Regions from separate parts of the Mus musculus genome. Here region 1 is linked to region 2. A link is a contact called in public Hi-C data. All regions are on one chromosome and are shown on one strand. The core of a region is the stretch at or near the end of the contact, and the rest is flanking DNA. Distances in the headings are between cores, read along the strand shown.

What was found. Hi-C and Micro-C count contacts between places; a contact is called where the count stands out from the background.
Region 1: a contact with region 2 is called in a Hi-C map of the G1E-ER4 cell line, with 3 times the contacts expected there. The contact joins two enhancer-like sites. A contact is called at or near these places in 4 of 39 promoter capture datasets (embryonic stem cells, hippocampal neurons, liver and 1 more), 10 of 484 Hi-C or Micro-C datasets (the G1E-ER4 cell line, embryonic fibroblasts, embryonic stem cells and 3 more), 2 of 115 datasets of contacts at active chromatin or transcription factors (bone marrow-derived dendritic cells and embryonic stem cells) and 2 of 9 other capture datasets (adipose tissue and liver).

The regions. Positions count from the first base shown.
Region 1 is chr11:58,995,522-59,000,880 of GRCm38.p6, reverse strand. Obscn (obscurin, cytoskeletal calmodulin and titin-interacting RhoGEF) reads left to right here. Exons shown (of 104, transcript NM_001171512.2): 93 at 1-1,686; 94 at 2,320-2,400; 95 at 2,528-2,620; 96 at 2,739-2,906; 97 at 3,596-3,718; 98 at 3,865-4,035; 99 at 4,570-4,654; 100 at 4,854-5,093; 101 at 5,320-5,359. Among named protein-coding and RNA genes, the nearest start is that of Gm51863, 5.6 kb to the right of the region's middle. Within about 2 kb of position 1,565, at least 16 of the 459 cell types and tissues checked have an H3K27ac peak or open chromatin away from gene starts, as enhancers often do. A contact at or near this core is called in the G1E-ER4 cell line, where this site is marked.
Region 2 is chr11:59,081,487-59,086,836 of GRCm38.p6, reverse strand. Obscn (obscurin, cytoskeletal calmodulin and titin-interacting RhoGEF) reads left to right here. Exons shown (of 104, transcript NM_001171512.2): 18 at 1-172; 19 at 3,942-4,220; 20 at 4,379-4,645; 21 at 4,773-5,042. Among named protein-coding and RNA genes, the nearest start is that of Obscn, 52 kb to the left of the region's middle. Within about 2 kb of position 3,471, at least 9 of the 459 cell types and tissues checked have an H3K27ac peak or open chromatin away from gene starts, as enhancers often do. A contact at or near this core is called in the G1E-ER4 cell line, where this site is marked.

The sequences.
Region 1 (5,359 bases), core at 316-2,815, 84 kb after region 2:
CAGCGTCCCCACAGAGTGCTGGGCCTCCGGCAAGCCCAGGTTGTGTGCCCCGGCACAGCGTCATCAGCAGCCTGTTCTACCAGCAAGCTGGCGAGGGTGCAGAGCGTGGGAACAAAACATCGGGTGCCAAGAGGCACCCTGCGCGGAGGCGGCACCTGCTAAAGGGTGGGTACATTGCAAGGGCCTTACCCGGTCTGCGTGAGCCCCTCATGGAGTACAGCTTGTTGGAGGAAGAGGCGGCTAGGGAAGAGCAGGCCTCTCTGATGACCAAGACACCCTCCTTTGAGACTGCCCTGCGACTACCTAGTTCCAGTGTCAGAGAGGTCCCAGGCCGAAGCCACTCCCTGGACAACCCACCAGTCACGACTGGCCCCTCTCCTGAGGCATGCAAGGAACAACTCCTGTTCCCACCCTCCACGGGGTTGACTCATGAAACCACTGCCAAGGACAGGGGGCACAAAGAGGGGTTCTTGCAGGAGTCTGTCCCCTTTCCACCTATGAGTGGTGACTCGAGGCCTGGGAAGCAAGAGGGATCATCCCAGGACAGTTGTAGAGGGAAACCAGCCTCTTCCTGTCACTCTGAGCTGGGTTCTGGTTCCCAGGAGGGCTGTGGCCCTCCATCATCTCAATCGCTTGGCTCCTTACCTCCACAGTCATTGAAGAAGGAGCTCTCAACGTCCTGTGGCCCACTCTTTTCAGAACAGCCTCAGGCAGCCCCATTCCCAACTCAAGTAAGCCCCCTTCTGGGTTCTGAGAAGGAACCTCAGGATGGCTCTCTATCTGAAGGGCCAGTTCCAGTTCCCTCCAGTTCTCCAGGGTCAGCTTCCCAAGTAGATGCATCCTTGGATACTGAAGGCTTGTCTGAAGCTGGGGACACATGTGACTTCACGCCTCCTCCACAGCGGCCTCAGGAGCAGGCCACCACCCGGAAGTTCTCTCTGGAGTCCCGTGGGGGCTATGCAGGGGTGGCAGGCTATGGTACTTTTGCCTTTGGCGGGGATGCAGGGGGGATGCTAGGGCAGGGTCCTCTCTGGGCCAGGATGGCCTGGGCTGTGTCCCAGTCCTCAGAAGAGCAGGATGAAGCTGCGACTGAGAGCCCTCAACCTCTGGAGAGCTTGGGGCCCATTGCTGAGGCCAGTGGGGTTCCCCTAAGGACCTCTCCAAGCCTCACCCCTTGGGAGGAAGTTGAGCAGGTTTCCCTGGTGCAGATCCGGGATCTGTCTGGTGATGCGGAAGCAGCTGACACTATCTCCTTGGACATTTCTGAGGTCGATCCTGCCTACCTCAACCTCTCGGATCTATATGACATCAAATATCTCCCATTTGAGTTCATGATCTTCAGAAGGGTCCCCAAACCTATAGAGCAGCCAGAGTCACCTGGCTCAGAAACCGAAGCTGGGCAAGGGCTGGCAGATTTCCTGGAGGAGGCCGCGTGGCCCTGGCCAGGCGAGCTGGGACTGCGTGCTGGTCTGGAGATTACAGAGGAGCCGGAGGAGCCAGGGGACCTGGAAGCACTGCTGGGCGAGGCTGCTGTGGGCAGGAAGCGCAAGTGGTCCCCCTCCCGGGGCCTCTTCCAATTCCCTGGGAGGTGCCTGTCAGGGGAGGAGCCTGTGGAGCTTGGGCTGCGCCAGAGGGTGAAGGCTTCCATGGCTCACATCTCCAGGATCCTCAAGGGCAGGCCGGAAGGTAAACCCCCCACCCCATCATCTGGCATGTCTGCCTCCATGTTCTGCATCCATGGGGCTACCAGGTTCTCTTGTGCCCTCTCAAGTCCCCATTGGCCTCCTCTTCCTGTCCTATATGACCTCCAGCCTGACCCCATAGGTCTTGGCTCAAATCCTGGTTTCCTGACACCCCTCCTTACTGGGTATCTGAGACCATCTCTGATACATACTGGCTACAGAGACCTAGAGCTAAGAGCAGGGGCAGACCTTTGAGGAGAGAGGGGGTCCATGGATTAATTCACCAGACCCCAGATCTCTGGCCCAGGAGCCACCCCAAACCCAGATCCTCCAACATAGCTCTCAGTGACCTCAGAGCCCCTTCATCTCCAGAGCCTTCATGTCCTCTAACTTTCCTTACCCCAGGGCCAGCCTCCCAGCCACCCCTCAGGTATCTATCTATGCCCTTTGCTGCAGGCCTCAGTGTCCTGGCAGCCTGCTGCAAAGGGAGGCTAGGGATGACTTCAGCAAGCTTGGTTTTGAGTTCCTACATAGTCTCTGAAGTTGTAGTACTTCCCCTGGGCAGATTTCCCAGGTAGAGGAAGCTGGTGCCATCCTGCTTCTCCCCCTGAGCTCCTGGGGCCTCTTTCTTCCACAGGTCCTGAGAGGGAAGGGCCTCCCAGAAAGAAGGCAGGCCTAGCTTCTTTCCGGCTGTCAGGCCTGAAGGGCAGGGACCAAGGTAAGCGGGGATCACAACTGCCGGAGTCCAGTATGGGGCTCTGGTATAGAGGTCTAAGCTTGGAAGGCAGGCAGTCTCCCCTCAAGGCTCTTCTTTTACTCCCACTCAGCACCATCCTTCCTAAGAGAACTCTCAGACGAGGCTGTGGTCCTGGGCCAATCAGTGACACTGGCCTGCCAGGTGTTGGCCCAGCCAACTGCCCAGGCTACCTGGAGCAAAGGTAAGGAGCTGTCCTGGAGTCTGGGTGCTGGACTGGTATAGACAAGCCGCAATCACAGGCCCAGCAGGATGCTGTGGCTGCCCTGGGGAAAGCCAAGGCTGGCTTTGTCTTGTCACAGATGGGGTCCTCCTGGAGAGCAGCGGCCACCTCCTCATCTCCTCCACCCTGAAGAACTTCCAGCTGCTGACCATCCTGGTGGTGAAAGAGGAGGATCTGGGCACATATACCTGCTGTGTGAGCAACCCGCTGGGGACAGCAGTCACCACAGGTGTCCTCCGGAAAGCAGGTGTGTGCTCCACACCGGAAGTCTCCACCAGGCCATGAGGGCTGGGCTGGGAGTTGCAGGACATCTCATTTTGCATAGTGGGCAGGACAATACTGGTTTCTTATCTGAGTGTCCATGGAACTTAGGGCTTGTAGCGAAGTCCCAAAATGTCAAAGAAGCAGATAAAGCTGCTAATACCACGCCTACCGCCAAGAGTCTATTTGTGTGCTCCACTGCTGGACAGGAAGCCCTTACACATGCCTGAGATGAGAACCGCCTCTCCTGACAGCACCACCTCATCTTCCTGTATTGCTTTCTGGTTCACACAGCATCCAAGGGTGCTTCTAGGATGATGAAGACAGGGACTATTGGCCTAGCTGTGGGACCAGTCCATCACAGATTGGCCTGTTAGCCTTGGGCCACGGCACTTGGCAGAGATGAGGCACTAACCAGGGCCACTCCATAGCATCTGCACTGTGCCCTGGTGAGGTGGACTGAGAGGGATCTAGACAGAGACTGCCAGGCAGGTGGACCCCCACACTAGTAGAGGTGCCAGCCTCTTCTATTCATCCTAGCTTGAAGCCCCTCTCCATCAAATGACAGAACAAGTAGAGGGCAGGCCTGGCAGCTGGTGAGAGTGAGACAGGTGTGGCCAGAGGTTGTTCCTTGAGGGTTGAGTGTCCACACTGACCACAGAGTTGCCCTTGCAGAGCGCCCTTCATCTTCTCCACGCCCTGAGGTGGGGGAACTATACAAGGATGCGGTGCTGCTGGTCTGGAAGCCTGTGGAATCCTGTGGCCCGGTGACCTACATTGTGCAGTGCTGTATAGAAGGTATAGGCTTTCTGAGGCTTGGGACTCTGAAGGATTGGCATGGAAAGGCACTGTTGGGTGTGTCTGCTCTCTGCCTGTGGGTGGCCTCAGGAGAGGGGTTCCCTTGACTCTCCACAACAGCTTCTTACTCTCTCCTGTGTGGTCAGGAGGCAGCTGGACAACCCTGGCTTCAGACATCTCTGACTGCTGCTACCTCACTGGCAAGCTATCGAGGGGTGGCATGTATATCTTCCGGACAGCATGTGTCAGCAAAGCAGGAATGGGCCCCTACAGCAGCCCCTCAGAACAGGTCCTCCTCGGAGGACCCAACCACCTGGGTGAGCTTTGGGGCCGATGGGGCAGATAAGGGTGGCTATCAGATCAGGCATAGACATCCTCTTGTCCATGAATGATCTACATGCCTGCATTCAACATTCAAAGCCTGCACTCCCTGGAGATCCCATGGACCTCCTGTCCCCTTTCACTCACTGACACACCCCCTCATGTCACCCTGGCAGTTGATTTTGACTTTTCTGGGTGTTCTGTTTGCATCTGATGGAAGAGTCCTGCTGTGGTTGATTAGAAGTGGATGGTGTAGACTCAAGAATGGTGGATGTCATTGGATTGCTATCCCATTCCATCCTGGAATGCTCTCTGCCATTTTCACAGATGCAATTAGTTAAGATAACAGATCCTACCTAGACCCCAACCTATCCACACACAAAGCTAGTTGATCAAGGAACGAGAGGTCAGAGTGATGGGAGCTTAAAGGGTCATTTTTGTAGTGCTCGGGAAGGGACTGAGAGATGTGGGAGGGACAGGGCTGCCTGGATGTCCCTCCATGACTAGGTTCCCTATCTCATCTCTCACAGCCTCTGAGGAGGAAAGCAGCCGGGGGAGGCCAGCCCAGCTTCTCCCCAGCACAAAGACCTTTGCCTTCCAGATGCAGATCCGGAGGTGCGGGGTGTTTGTAGAGGGTGGGAGGGTGGAGACTGTCCCCCAGCTCTTCCTGGGGGCTTTCCATGACCCACACTCCAGTGCAACTGCCCAGCATGTCTGTCATTGTCCCCTGACCTTATCTGCTCCCTGAGCTTGGTCCTCGCTGCTCTAATTGTGTGGGGACTACACGCAAGCTCCCCACATTTCCTTCCTGCAGGGGCCGCTTCAGTGTGGTGCGGCAGTGCAGGGAGAAGGCAAGTGGGCGGGCCCTAGCTGCTAAGATCGTTCCCTACCAACCTGAGGACAAGACAGCTGTACTAAGAGAATACGAGGCACTTAAGAGACTGCACCACCCACATCTGGCCCAACTCCATGCCGCCTACCTCAGTCCCCGGCACCTGGTGCTCATCCTGGAGCTGTGCTCTGGCCCTGAGCTGCTACCCTCTTTGGCAGAGAGGTGAGGGGTAGCCTGGTCTGCCTGTGAGATGATCAGTCATGCAAGCAGAGATCTCTGGGAGGGACTGTGAGAACTGTCTGACCCTATCTAGCTGGGACTCTGCAGAACCTGAGGCCCCTTCTGGCTTGCCAAGGGCAGTGTTCTCGGCCTTCCCACATGTGCCAAGCCCTGCTAGGATACCCATTCTACCTGCCTTGGGCCTGTTCTGAACCGTCTGTGCCCCTAGGGAATCCTACTCAGAGTCTGATGTGAAGGACTACCTGTGG
Region 2 (5,350 bases), core at 2,222-4,721:
GAGGTGACATGGTTCAAGGACGGGAAGAAGCTGAGCTCCAGCTCGAAGGTGCGCGTGGAGGCCTCGGGCTGCTCCAGGAGGCTGGTGGTGCAGCAGGTGGGCAAGGCGGATGCTGGGGAGTACAGCTGCGAGGCCAGGGGACAGAAGCTCTCCTTCCGCCTGGACGTGGCAGGTGGGTGTTGAGATACTAAGCCTTGTGTGGAAGTAATGACTAGCTCATGTCCATGGCTGACTCTGCGCCTATGTTGAGTTTGGTCTCTTTACTTCTCTGTATTTTAGGCTCATGGTGAGCCAAGACCGACCATGGCTGGCCCTTTGGCCTCTCCATTACACATTATCTCTTCACACCATCCCCCTTCCCATCCCCATGTTTAGATCTGTGTGGAGCCGTACATTGAATGGCAAGGGTGTCCCGGGAAGATCCTGTCCGTCCTGTATGTCTGGAGCGTTGCTCCCATGTTGGGGAGTTTCATCTTTGTTAGTTTTTGTTTCTGACCAGAACCTTCCTAATGTTCCTGTCTCCATCTTAGTGGTACTTGCCAAAAAACAGCAGACTCGTCACCTGACCGCATCAGACTTTACTGTGGGGAAAAACTAGCTCTGAGCAGACAATGGATTATTTAAGATCTCAGAATAAACTGGGTGGTGGTATCGCATGTCTTTAATCCCAGCATTTAGGAAGCAGAGGCAGGTGGATTTCTATGAGTCTGAGGCTAGCCTTGTCTACAGAGCGAGTTCTAGGACATGCAGGGCTACACAGAGAAACTCTGTCTCAAAAAAAAAACAAACAAACAAAAAAAAACAAACAAAAACAAAAAAGAAAGAGAGAAAAATCTTACAATACAATTAAATAAGATATACATCCACTCAACACAAATAGAAGTCAACATTTTCATCTCCTATGAAACTTTACATTAGTGTACCTTCCATCTGACACACGGCGGATGGGGAAGACACTTGGAAATCTGTAGGCACAGCCTTAGTATGTGAATCTATAAAGAGCACCTAAAACTATGAATGGGGCAGAGATGCGCTATCAGCCATGGAGTAAATGTCACATCCCGGAAGATCGAGCACTAGCGGCCAGAGCTGGGAATGATTCTCCACTTGGTGAGGCGGGAACACGAGGTAGAACCAGAGAGAGTTGAGGCTACATCCTTAACACCGTGGCTGGTGATTCTCAGAGCAGGCAAGGCACTCTCTGCACTGATGGGAATGTATGTACCTTGCACAGTCCTGGGGCTACACACCCTTGTCACTTGAGGGCAGATGTGTCCCTTGCCTTTCACAGAAACTGTAACAGAACCCTCTATCATGGGGTGGGATGTGTGGATGGACTGTGGCTTGTGCTGAGGGATGCTGGGACTTCTTAAGCACATCAGGTACAGAGCCTGGAGGACGCTCTGTCCTGTGGCCACCACATCCAATCCCTTCCCCCACATGGCCTTTCTGATCTAGACACTTCTCTGACCCTGTGTGTCCCCACCTGTCTCTAGACACCAGGCTGATGTTTGCCAAGGAGCAGCAGGCACGCACCGAGGTGAAGGCTGAGGCGGGGAACAGTGCCACCCTGAGCTGCGAGGTGGCCCAGGCCCAGACTGAGGTGACATGGTTCAAGGACGGGAAGAAGCTGAGCTCCAGCTCGAAGGTGCGCGTGGAGGCCTCGGGCTGCTCCAGGAGGCTGGTGGTGCAGCAGGCGGGCAAGGCGGATGCTGGGGAGTACAGCTGCGAGGCCGGGGGTCAGAAGCTCTCCTTCCGCCTGGACGTGGCAGGTGGGTGTCATTGTGTTCAGGGCAGAGATACAGCTGAACACTCAGTAGCACATGGGTTTCTTGTCTGCTTTACAGCTCAGTCTCTGTTCCTTTTATTCCTCTACTGTCTCCTGAGCTCTGAGAACAGAGCCTCTTTCTCACACACTCCTGATGGCTCCCAACAGTTCCTTTCCCTGTTCACTTCCACTGCCTTCCTTGTCAATGGTTCTGTTGGGCTGGCTTCGTCAGGTGCAAGAGCTGTTATCCCTCAAGTTCTGGGGGGGGGGGGAAGGCCCAGTTCTTTGTCCCCGTGGGCTGTGAGTGTCCTGGCCCAAGGCTCAGAGCCTGCTCTTCCTGTTGCTGGTCCATGGCCCTATTGTAGCCCTGGAGTCCTGGTAGTTCAGTAGTAGGTTGGTCCTGTGTGATGGTTCCAGCTTAGAAGCCTGTTTTGGCTTGCTGCTGGGCCAGGATGACCTGCCTCTGTCTTGTCCCCTCCCCTGCTCTCTCTGCACACCCACTTCCATCCCCTCTAAACCTGTTCATGTTGAATGTGGTACCTGGATTGTTATTGTTACCTGGTAACTATGGTCATCTACCTGACAGACATTTGCAGAAGAGGGTTCCTCTTGGTTTATTCTTTGAGGGTATCAAGTCCATTATGGGAGGGTGAGCTGTGGTCTCAGAAGCATGAGGCTTGTCACCTCCCATCCACAGCCAGGAAGCAGACAAAGATGGATGATGCTGGTGTTCAGCTTTCTTCCCCCTTTCTGTTCACATTCAGTTAGGGGTCCCAGCCCACATGCAGGGTAGTCTCCCTTCAGCTAAACCTCTCAGGGGACACTCTCTCCTTCCCTCCTTCCCTCCCTCTCTACCCCACATACACACACACACACACACACACACACACACACACTACACAGACACCACAAGACACCAAACATAGACACCACACACACACACACACACACACACACACACACACACACACTACATATACACAGACACCACACACACACATATCACATACCATGCTCACACATATACATACATACACACCACACATAAACGCACACCCACACACTATGCACATATACATACATATACACTACACACACAGACACCACACACATACACATACACACACACACACTACATACCACACTCACATATACATACATACCTCAAATATACATACATACAATACATACACACCACACAGACATATGCCACACAGACACACGTATACATACATATACACCACACACACACCACACAGACACAGACACAGACACACACACACACAAACACACACACGCATGCTTCATGGGACAGGAGAGCTGACATAGTAGTTAAGAAAACTCCCTGCTCTTGCAGAGGACCTGGGTTTTAGTCCCAACACCTGTATGGCTCACCTGTAACTCCAGTTTCATGAGTTCTAATGCTCTTTTCTGGTCTCGATGGACACACACACACACATACATGTATTCTCAATAACACACAAGACACATACATAAAATTAATCTTTTCAAAGAGGAATGCTTCATAACTCTCTAGATGTTTCTTAATCTAACCAGGCAGACATTTGAAATTAACCATCTCAGGATCTCTCACCTCATATGTTTCCACTTCCAGGAAGGCTCACAGGACTGGTTTTTGTAGGCCTGACACTATCTTGTAAGACTGACAGAGATCGACACAGCATGTCGCCATGGTGGTGGCCAGGAAGTGGCTGCTACCACACCCTCCCAGCTGTCCTTGTCTCTGACTGCAGTCCTTGACACCCTGATAGCTGAAGCATGTGGTCTTTTTAAGGGTGACTGCTGGGCCAGGCTCTACTGAGCCATCTCTGTCTCCTCCGACACCCACCCTAACTTTTGCCCATAGTGTTTTTGCCCCAGGCTATCTTCTCAGGCTGCCTCTATAGACTTCCAATCTCATTCCATGGCCCATCTGTCATGCTCTGGAGTGCTAGCTGCCTCTTCTATGCCATGCTGACCTGTGGGTTGAAGTCTCCTGCAGGGCAGGATTGCTGGGTTCTTGGTTAGGATGGCGCTGGTGACAGTGGTCCTTAGGAGAGACATGTTCTTGCTGGATCAACAGAGTGACAGCAACTAGCATTCACTGTTGTTAGAGAGTGGCACATGCTGGCCCTTACCCTCATGCTCATTACCTACTTCTCTTCAGAACCAGAGGCCGAATCCCAGATTCCGGAGAGACCCAGCCGCAGGGAACCTCTGGTTGTCAAGGAACATGAGACCATTATCCTGACTGCCACAATAGCTGCACCCTCTGTGGCTGCTGTGACCTGGCTCAAAGATGGAGTGGAGATCCGCCGCAGTAAGCGGCATGAGGCCACCAGTCTGGGTGATACCCATACCCTGACCGTGAGAGGCGCACAGGTCCTGGACAGTGCCATCTACAGCTGCCGTGTTGGCAAGGAAGGTCAGGACTTCCCGGTGCAGGTAGAAGGTAAGCAGAGGCTGGGGACCAGGCGTCTGGGTCTCCTCTAGGATGCCTATGTCTGCTCTAAAGACTAGCAGACAGTGTTCCACAACAGGCCCAGAGTGGGTCTCAGAACACAGGGTCATCTGCAGAGGACACTGTCTGACACCTTCTTCTTCCTTCAGAGGTGGCCGCCAAGTTCTCCAAACCCCTGGAGCCCGTCGAAGGGGAGCTGGGTGGCACCGTGATGCTGGTTTGTGAGCTGAGCCCGGAGCAGGCTGAGGTTGTGTGGCGCTGTGGGAACACACAGCTGCGGCCAGGCAAGCGCTTCCAGATGACATCAGAGGGGCCTAGGCGCACGCTGACCGTGTCTGGCCTTCGAGAGGATGACGCAGAGGAGTATGTGTGTGAGAGCCGGGATGACCGCACCAGCGCACGGCTCACTGTTAAAGGTACCCGTGGGTGAGCTAAGGTGGCTTCCTGGGGGAGACATCCTTCCATGTGTCTGTCTGGTGTGTGTGTGGGGGTGTCTCTCTGGAGCCTCTCCTGCCACCTCTCATGCACTCTTTTCCTCTGTAGTTCCCCGAGTGGTCAAGTTTACGTCTGGATTGAGTGCCATGGTCGCAGAGGAGGGCCAAGAGGCCACCTTTCAGTGTGTCGTGTCCCCCAGCGATGCAGGGGTCACATGGTACAAGGACGGGATGCAGCTGCAGCCTAGCGAGAAGTTTGTTATGGTAGAGAGTGGGGCCAGCCGCAGCTTGACTATCTTGGGCCTGACCCTGGAGGATGCCGGTCAAGTCACAGTGGAGGCTGAGGGGGCTTCATCTTCTGCTGCCCTCCGGGTCCGAGGTAAGCTGGGCACTGCCCAGACTTTCAGAATGTCCAGTGGCTCTTGCCATAGGTGCCCTTCCCTCTTCATGAGCTGATGAGGGAGCCCCATATTGTGTCAGGCTGATCTGGTTGACCCCAGGGGTATATGGAATCTCTCAGCTGTCAACAGAGGATGGGGGGACGACTAGATATCTTCTCTTCATGTGTATTTGGCAGGGGTGGGGATAAGGTTGGGACAACCCAGAGAGGCCTCCTTCTGGAGGAGATGGTCTCTGGATGAGTCTGCAGCGGCAAAGCTGGAGGGGCGCAGGCAGCCAGCGCACTTG